3 separate regions of the Mus musculus genome follow, and all the other regions are linked to region 1. A link is a contact called in public Hi-C data. All regions are on one chromosome and are shown on one strand. The core of a region is the stretch at or near the end of the contact, and the rest is flanking DNA. Distances in the headings are between cores, read along the strand shown. Region 1 has its middle 140 kb from the start of Adamts3. Region 2 overlaps Adamts3 (a disintegrin-like and metallopeptidase (reprolysin type) with thrombospondin type 1 motif, 3). Region 3 holds the start of Adamts3 (a disintegrin-like and metallopeptidase (reprolysin type) with thrombospondin type 1 motif, 3).

Region 1 (2,855 bases), core at 133-2,632:
GTTCCACTTTGCAGAGAGGGAAACAGATTAAAGAGGCCACCAGCTATACTACAGACTCACTGCACACTGACGTGGCACCCCAGCTTTTTCTCCTACATCATTTCTCTTTGGTGGGACCAGAAAGTTTATCTACCTAGGAGGTAGAGACCCTTAGTTAGCAGTTTCACTGAACTCAAACATCTTTATCACAAAGATGTCTTCCAAAAGCTTATAAATAGTGTAAGGAAGCTTCACAATTAAATAAACAAAAGTAAAGTCAGTAACCAAACGTCCACGAATCTCCGGCTTGCTTTACCCATCTGATGGAAAGCATCGTGAGAGGAAGGTTCTGCGGCTGTGAATATTGGTCAGTAAGTGCAGACAATATGGCTGGTAAGAGTTTAACTCTGGCCAATGTCAGCTTCACTGCTCATCAGCCAAGAGAGACTTCAAGCAAGTACTAAAAGCCATGCCCCCATTCCCTTCTCTCTGTGTTAAGGACATTGATAGTTTGTATCTCATTATAATCATCAGTTGAGTTGAAAGACCTAACATCTCTAAAGCCATAATGCTTACCCTATGGGAGCAACACAGTGGTGTTAGCTATTATTTTTGAACACTGTGCAAGATAGCCATTTCTTGAAATTTCCAATATTTTAGTATGTATATTATTTAAGTAGGGAAAAAATGAGAATAATAATATTTTAAAAAGAGTGGCCAGCAACAGATAATCCATTGTAGCTCTTCGAGCTGACAGTTCTGGCCCTTTTAAGAATCAGATCTTCTTTATACATCTCAGTTGCCAGTTCCTTGGGAGATCTGTCTTGCTGACAGGTCGCTGCCTTGCTTGCTGAAGGAGCGCTATGTGAATTACAGCTATCATGAAGTCGCTGCTGAAACCTGAGCAGATGCTTCAACAAATATGCAAGGTATCCAAGGTTCCTTAAAGGGACAAGGTCCATCTTGAAACCATCAAGCAAAGGAAAGAAACAGCCATTTCCAGGTAACCTTGTACAGATTAGACAGCAAGTAAGTTAATCAAACTTTCCCGACTTTGTGTCACTCATCTGTACAAGCCTGAACAGCTTCCTTTACGTTATTAGTCTCACTATTAAAAAAAAAAAAGCATTTACCCCAAAGTTAACAAAACTGGATTCCCAAGAAACATGGCACGCAGCAGACAACTGGGAACAAACACAGAAAGCGGGACCTTTTCCAACCAGATGCTTCTCAAAGTATGTGGCAAACGTTTTAAAGAGTCCTGTACGAATTTCAAGAACCATTCTTCAAGATTAAGGGAAGCACAGGGAGGCACAGGAGGGATACAGACAAAGAGCAGATGGCGTCCTCAACTCGTCTACGATTTTGAAAGGAGAGATATTCTAACATGATAAAGTGGTGGCAGTTGATGTGTATTTCAGGCAACACCCAGTCATACATACACGTCGTCGTGTTGCTATGAACTGCCCCAGAGTCTTCATTACTCAAATAACATCAACTTTCTGTGGTGAACAGGAGACGGGCATATATTATAATAACCTTGTAGCAGTGTAACAAATTGTAATTTAAGAGACCCAACTCATCTGTGACTAGGAATTGGGCTATGGCTATTTTCTAATCAGCATTAGCATATTTTGCAACATAAATCAATCTCTTCGGGCCATTCATTTGACTTCTTTGCGGTATGCTGACAGCTCCCACGGCTGAGGGAAATGCAGCAGCGTGCTTTGTGTCCGTGTGCTGACTCTGCTCCGTGACTACTCACTACCAAAGCATTCTGTTAAATGTCACATGGATCTGTAGACCTTGATACAGTTCTTGAAGTGATAAAACTGAGCCTTACCAAAGCCTACATCCCAGGAGATGATAGGAGCCCTCTCCTTTTACACCCATTCCTGGTAATCAAAGGCAAACCACACCAGACTTGCTAATGCAGCTTTTGTGGGGGTGTATCTGCAAACATGAGGATGCTCTTGTCTAAGTATGGTTTACACTGCAGTATTATGTAAAGGTGGGGGGGATGAGTTCATTTGTATGTCATTTTGAATTTTTGTCCTTTCATTTCCTTCTATTTTGAAAATACAATGCCTATACTTAGGAGGAAAGGAGAAGACAAATATTTTTTTTTCTGCTTTTTACTTATGTATGCCCATTATAGATGGTTTAAAGAAATGTCACTGTAGTTGCAGGATATGGTGGTCCAAGCTTTTATCCCAGTATGTGGAAAGCAGAGGCAGGGGGCTCTTTGTCAGTTAGAGGCTAACCTGATCTACAAAGTGAGTTCCAATCCAGCCAGGGTTACACAGGGATACCCTGTCTCAAACAAAGAAAATATCACCTGTACCTGACAGTGGTAAAGTGGCTAAGACTAAACCTGAGACTAGATGGACCACAGGCCTAGGAAAAATCCTAATGCTATTATTCTATTAAAAGAACATAGCAATCAAATGACTCCTAACCACATTCTGCTACACCCATAGATTAGCTCCTTGCTTGGCTATCATCAGAGAATCTTCTTCCTATAATAGATGGGAACTAACACAGAGACCCATAGCTGGACAGTGAGCAAAGAGGGATAGATAGGCCTTGGAGCACTCAGTCCCAAATGGGTGTCCTCATGAAAGACCTTCCTCTAAGGGTCAGGGATCTGTGTGGAAGAAAAGGCAGCTTTAAGAGCCAAAAGGGATGTCTTCCAGACACAGCAGGACTAGCACACACAAGACCTGCTCAGGTTCAAACCAGACAGGGTCCCAGCATGGAGAAGATGAGATGGGTGAGGCCTCCCTCCCCTTACCAAGAATCTATCTATACTTGATACGCACTGGTAAAGGAAAAGTTAGTTTTCTCCAAGGGAGTCTCACTGGGTATATTAACCA
Region 2 (2,855 bases), core at 167-2,666, 180 kb before region 1:
TGGGTTCCTATTTATTTTTGCATTGCCAGTGAGAAATTCAGGCAACCCCACACTGGTATTGGTTGAGTTCCTCTGAGAATTGGTTTAAAACCAGAAATTTACTTTTAACAGCCAAGGACTGACCCTGTAGCCCTAGAGGTGAATCCCAGGCCTTTCACTCTCCAGCCAGGCTCCCAGCACAGGTGCTCCTAGCATCACACTGGGAAGGGCACCCAGAGGCAAACATCCTTACTCCTGTCCATCACAATGGACAAATTTCCCTTTTCATGATTCCATTTCACTGAGACAAAATACCTGCTTCAAGACAAACTATAGGTAAGCCAGCTGGATCAAATAAAAGCCTGAGATATGCATGATACCCTTCTCACAAAGAAATGTTCAGCCACGCCCAGAGAACCTGGGGAAAAAGCCATCCTCAGAGTCCCTGCTTGAACTCCACCAAGGAGGAGTTCATAAAGAGGAGTCCTCCATAAGCCAGTCATGTGGAACAAGGCAAGTCAAACAAACCGCCAACACAACCAGTGTATCTCTGACAGGAAGCTAGTTCTGGCCATACATCCGCAGGAAGTACTTCAGTCACCTAAGTGGCCCCTGGTGGAACTTTGAGAAATGCAATTGTTCATCTTCTTTCAACCTCAACCTTCGAAGCCAAGAAATGGGCAACATTGAGGTTAGGCTAAATAAACCTGTGCAAACAGAATACAGAATACACGCGATCTTTACTAGTGTCTCCACCTGACGTTCTACTTTCCCAAGAACATCCCAGTCTCTCACCTGTTTCCTGATCTGTGCTCATGTTTCCTGTTTCCTCTGCCAACTCTCTGTGTCCTTAGCAACAAGTTGACTCAGCTGCATATGCAATGGTATCAGAGCTAGGAATCCCTGACTTGGGACAAGCAAGATGGTTCAGCTGGCGAAGGCACTTGCTGCTAAGCCTGAAGCTCTAAGCTGGATTCAGGGACCCATGTGGTCCTGGAGAGAACCAATTCCCAGAAGTTGCCCTCTGATATCAACGTGCATGTCTGTCATGAATGACCACCTATGCTAATAAACAAATCTACAAAAAAAATGTTTAAGAGAAATTTATAATGATAGAGTGTGATATGGTTTTTTTTTTCTAAAAGTGGAAATCCTAGGCAAAATGAGTAGAAACTGGAGAGCGGAGAGGCCTTTCTGGTCTCCTTCAGTCACCCCTATGAACCAGTGAACAGCACAAATCAAAATCTCCTTTGAGAGGAACATTGGGTGGGAGGGGAGTGGGCAGTAAAATATCACAGAAGAATGTGAAAGCCCAGGCTTAGCCAGCACTAGGCTCTCTATGGCTTCACCCAAAGCAGGAAATTGCTGTGCTACTCCATGCCTCTCCTGCACCGGTGCCCAGGCAGGCAGCCAACTCACTAACCCCTTCCCTGGCCTCGCACAGACCGCATAGCCAGGCTACCCTGGCCCCACCGTAACCCTAGCTGGCTGGGGAAGCTGGCAGAGGCCACGTCTGTGCTATTTAAAGCTATAAGCAGCTACTGTGGCTGGAGATGAGCTACTTTCACAGGAAGAGGATAAGGCCAGAGGCATGGATTTTAACAGGCACTAGCAAATTCACTCACCTGCTGAACAAGGAGCCCAAACTGGAAAGACAGCAGCTCAGCTTCATTTACTAATTACCTACACTCATCTATACCCCCTGCCTAGTAATTCTGTTCAAAGTCAAATTGCTTGATTACAGACTCTCTGTGTGCTATGTTTAAAATGGGAGCAAAGACCTACAAAGTCAAACAGCATGTCCGATGCAGCTGGGGCACAGTAACTGTCTGAAAGAAACTGTATGGAAAAAAAAAAAAAAAAAGAGCTCCAATGCCTGGCTCTGGGCTCCCTGCATCCCCCAAATCCAAATTTGAGTCTCAAAATACAATAAGATGATTAATTAATATATATATCACAATGTATCAAGATATCTATATGGGATATTTTATGTAATGATACACACAGGTTTTTATGCATTATACATATGCAAAAACAAGGAATCCGTTTGTGCACAGAGATATGCACTTGTGTATCTGTGTTTAATTCAAATTGCCTAGGTGGAATATTAAGAAACTTCACCAGGCATCAAAATAAAATAATGATCAAAAGTGCAGGCTCTGAAAGCAAGTGTCTAGAAGTTTTGTGAAACCCGATAAGATTCTCAGTTCTCTGGACTCGTCATTGTGGTGGTTTGAATAGGAATGGCTCTCACAGACTCATGTGTTTGAATGCTTGGCCAATAGAGAGGGACACTGTTAGGAGTTATGGTCTTGTTGGAGTAGATGTGGCCTTATTGGAGAAAGTGTGTCACTGTGGGGGCAGCCTTTGAGGGCTCCTATGCTGAAGTTATGCCCAGGCCAGTGTGACACAGTCTTCTGATGCCTTCAGATCAAGAGGTAGAACTTTCAGCTCCTTTTCCAGCACCATATCTGCCTGGATGCTGCCATGCTTCCCACCATGATGATAATGGACTGAACCTCTAAAAATATAAGCCAGCCCCAGTTACATGTTTTCCTTTATAAGAGCTGCCACGATCATGATGGCCCTTCTCAGCAATAAAACCCTAACTTTCTGAATGAAGACACTCATGTACAAAGAAGAATTTTTGACAATCTTAAGATCATTTCTACAAGGAAATCTGGCATGGTGCTCCTCTATTTTAGCTAGAATGAATGGAACAACATTTACAGTAGCTGTAACAAAGGAGCTCTCGTCTAAAGCTCCAGTCACCTCAGCCATTGCTGATACTCTGACTCTATAGTCTCACTGTTCTCTTCCTTTGCAAAGACAACTGGACCTTCTTCAAAGAACTGTTCCCCAACCCCCAGCCCAAG
Region 3 (2,855 bases), core at 189-2,688, 140 kb before region 1:
GGGGCGTAGTCTACATTTCACCAGGTGAGAAGTGGCCTGAATCCTAAGAATCAACTAGAGAAATGCCCCAGTCTTAAAGTCCCGTGGTCAGACCAAGCAAACCAGAGAGGCTACAAAAACTCACAGAAAAAGCATGCACTGAGAGCCCACCGCTCCAGTGTGGGTGTGATTTATTACAAAAGGCTCCCCAGCCTGAGCCTCCTTCAAGGGCCCTTCTGAGAACGTCAGCTTCACCTTGAGTCTCCACAGGGTGGGGGCAGGGCCGAAAGGCACCAGAGCTGCACTCAATTTAGCTTTAAAAAGAGGAGGAGTTCTGCAGAGGGGGAGGGGAAGAGGCGGCAGACGCCTCCAGCTCTGGCTGCCCGCGGAAAAGGCGAGGGCAGGAAACGTCCCAGGCCCTCCCCAACTGTCAAACTGCAGCCCAGCCCCAGTCCTCCCAGGACACGTGTCTGCTGGGTAGCTCCGGGTCCTGCCTGGCGACTTCTTGAAACCTCTTATCCCTGGCCGCCCGCAGGAGCAGGGAGTCAGGAAGAGGGAGAGCCTGTGGGCTCCGGGATCCACAACCCTAACTTCGCCAGAGCGCCCGAAACGCCCTCGCGAAAGGGGGGGACAGCCTGATAGCCCCGCTAGGATGAGATCTGACTGCAGTCTCACACCTGGTTCGCTCCTGGTCGCCGCGGGCTAGGGGATCCCCAAGTGTGATGAACCTAGGCTCCCGGGGGATGGCTGTCCAACCTCCGGTGCAGTGAGCCCCCCAGGCCCCAGCCCCGCGCAGCGCCCAGCCCTCCACGCGCCGCCTCGGAACGCAGAAGATGCCCCAGAAGGGTGGCAGGAGGGGAGGAAGGGAGAGTGAAAGGGACGGAGGGGAGGAACTCTGTCGGGAAAAGGTTGGGTTTGAGTTTTTTTTATTATTATTTTCCACTTACTTGTCCATCAGCTGATGTCCTAACCTCTACCAGAGAGGCTGCTATCAACCAAAGTGACAGGAACACCATCACGAGTCGAGTGTACTTCGCAACTACTGGGCAAAGCAGCTACCCCAGCGCAAAGCACCCCAAAATAAGTTTCCTTTAAAAGCGCAAAGAAAATGGAAGGAGTGGGGGGCGTGCAGAGCTTTTAAAAAATTATCTTGGGCTTTGCTCAATGAAAAGGCAACGTGAGCTGTGCGCCTGGCCCCGTGCCCTGTCGGTCCTTTCCACTTCACCTTCTCACCCTGTCCTCCCAAGCCGACAGTGAGGGAGCCAGAGGTGCTGCGAGCCGGGCAGAGGCTGACCCGAGCGGGGGAAGGGACCGGGGCGTCCCACTCTCTACCCCGGAGCTGCTTTTGCGAGGCTCTCGGAGCACCGTGGGCCGCCTAGGCTAAGCACGGAGACGGCTCGGGTCCCGGGAGCGCAGCGGCGGGGAGAAGTGGGAGCCGGAGCCCAGCGAGCGGGAGAAAGAGGCAGCGCGAGCCCTGGATCCTCCGCCGCACACGCAGTGGGGGCGGGAGGACGAGGGGAGGAGGCGGCCGCCTAGGAGGAGGGAGGAGTGGGCCGCTCGCCCGCTCCGGTTGCTTGCGGGCCCCGGGCGTCTGCTCTCTGCCCGCGACCCGCCGGGCGCTAAAAAGGCGACCGTGTCACCCCCTCCCTCCTCCGGACGGCCCCTCCCGCCGCGCGCCCACGTCACCCGGGGCCCGCGCCCCCCGGCGTAGGGTCAGAACTCGCACCGTCCCAGGGGCTGCGAAAGCGCCGCCTGGACCCCGCATCCCCTTGGTCTCCGTGATGGGACGAGGGGCGGGGAGGGTCCCAGGCGCGCCTCCCAGCCCGACTGGAGGAGGGAGGGGGAGGGTCCGCTCACCAGACCTGGGCTGGATGAAATCACCTCCTCCAGCCAATCTCATCCCCACCCCCCACCCCACCCCACCCAGGCAGAGTAAAGTCTCCTGAGAGAATCCCAAGGACCCAAGGACGTGGGGGATTTTCCCCTTCAGACACTCGTCCCCTCCCAGGCTTGTATGGGCCCGGGAAAGCGGGGGGCCTCTCTCAGCAAAGCTCTTGTTTATGCTTTATTCGTTTATATTAGTTTTCAAAGATACCGCGTTCCCTTTCTTGACTCAACCGGATGTTTCCGTTTATCACTAGAGTACACAGGCCTCGGGGTCTCTTGCTTACACCCAGATTAAGTTATCTAGTGGCTTCTGCGGTTTGCAGTTTTCTGGGATTAAAAGACAGCGACCTGGGAGTTGCTGGAATCCCAGACCTACCTCCCTGGGGTAGACCAGGGTGGCCTGGGGGTTGGGGTGGGGGGAGGTGAGGAGGGAGTTCTCCTATCCTGGAGGACCACCCTCACCCAAGATCAGACCAGAGATTAATGAGGCTCACATTGAGGTGGGATTTTCGAAACTTCACCCAGAGATAGGGAAGTGGAGTCAGGTCTTGTTGGGGCAATCCTGTCAAGGTGTGGTTAGTTTTGAATTTTGTTATATGACTTCATAAATTGTTTATTCCTAGAGAGCTAAAGGAAAGGCCATCATCTGGTTTATACATTGCACTACGCTCATTGCTGTGTTGCCTCTGTCTTGTCGAAATTCTATACGGAGGACATTTACAGGAACGTATAGGAAGTGCCCTCATCTAGCAACAGAGTATATTAGGTTAATTAGTTAATTATTGCTTAGAAATAGGATTAGACCCTCAGGACTGAAGGACCTCTAAATTGACTTTTCCCTTCAACTGCAACCTGCAGCATCGTGGGCTGTCCTCGACTTGAGGTCTAGGCATGAACTTCCTAACCTTTAAAGCAAATACGCCTCAGCGTGGCATAACTTAAAAACTTGACCATTGTATACAGGCAGGTCAAAGGACAATGGAGGACAA

What was found. A called contact is a pair of places that touch in the nucleus more often than the background predicts.
Region 2: a Hi-C map of cortical neurons shows a contact between it and region 1, with 2.6 times the contacts expected there. The contact joins two enhancer-like sites. A contact is called at or near these places in 1 of 39 promoter capture datasets (hippocampal neurons) and 4 of 484 Hi-C or Micro-C datasets (cerebral cortex, cortical neurons, nephron progenitors and 1 more).
Region 3: a Hi-C map of uterus shows a contact between it and region 1, with 4 times the contacts expected there. The contact joins the promoter of Adamts3 here to the enhancer-like site in region 1. A contact is called at or near these places in 1 of 39 promoter capture datasets (hippocampal neurons), 5 of 484 Hi-C or Micro-C datasets (cerebral cortex, nephron progenitors and uterus) and 1 of 115 datasets of contacts at active chromatin or transcription factors (embryonic forebrain).

Annotation. Positions count from the first base shown.
Region 1 is chr5:90,025,694-90,028,548 of GRCm38.p6, forward strand. No RefSeq gene overlaps it. Among named protein-coding and RNA genes, the nearest start is that of Adamts3, 140 kb to the left of the region's middle. Within about 2 kb of position 1,383, at least 9 of the 459 cell types and tissues checked have an H3K27ac peak or open chromatin away from gene starts, as enhancers often do. A contact at or near this core is called in cortical neurons, hippocampal neurons and uterus, where this site is marked.
Region 2 is chr5:89,843,130-89,845,984 of GRCm38.p6, forward strand. The region is part of intron 3 of Adamts3 (a disintegrin-like and metallopeptidase (reprolysin type) with thrombospondin type 1 motif, 3); the gene reads right to left. Among named protein-coding and RNA genes, the nearest start is that of Gm25758, 16 kb to the left of the region's middle. Within about 2 kb of position 1,417, at least 77 of the 459 cell types and tissues checked have an H3K27ac peak or open chromatin away from gene starts, as enhancers often do. A contact at or near this core is called in cortical neurons and hippocampal neurons, where this site is marked.
Region 3 is chr5:89,881,896-89,884,750 of GRCm38.p6, forward strand. It overlaps Adamts3 (a disintegrin-like and metallopeptidase (reprolysin type) with thrombospondin type 1 motif, 3), which reads right to left and starts at 1,439. Exons shown (of 22, transcript NM_001081401.2): 1 at 927-1,439. The coding sequence starts at 995.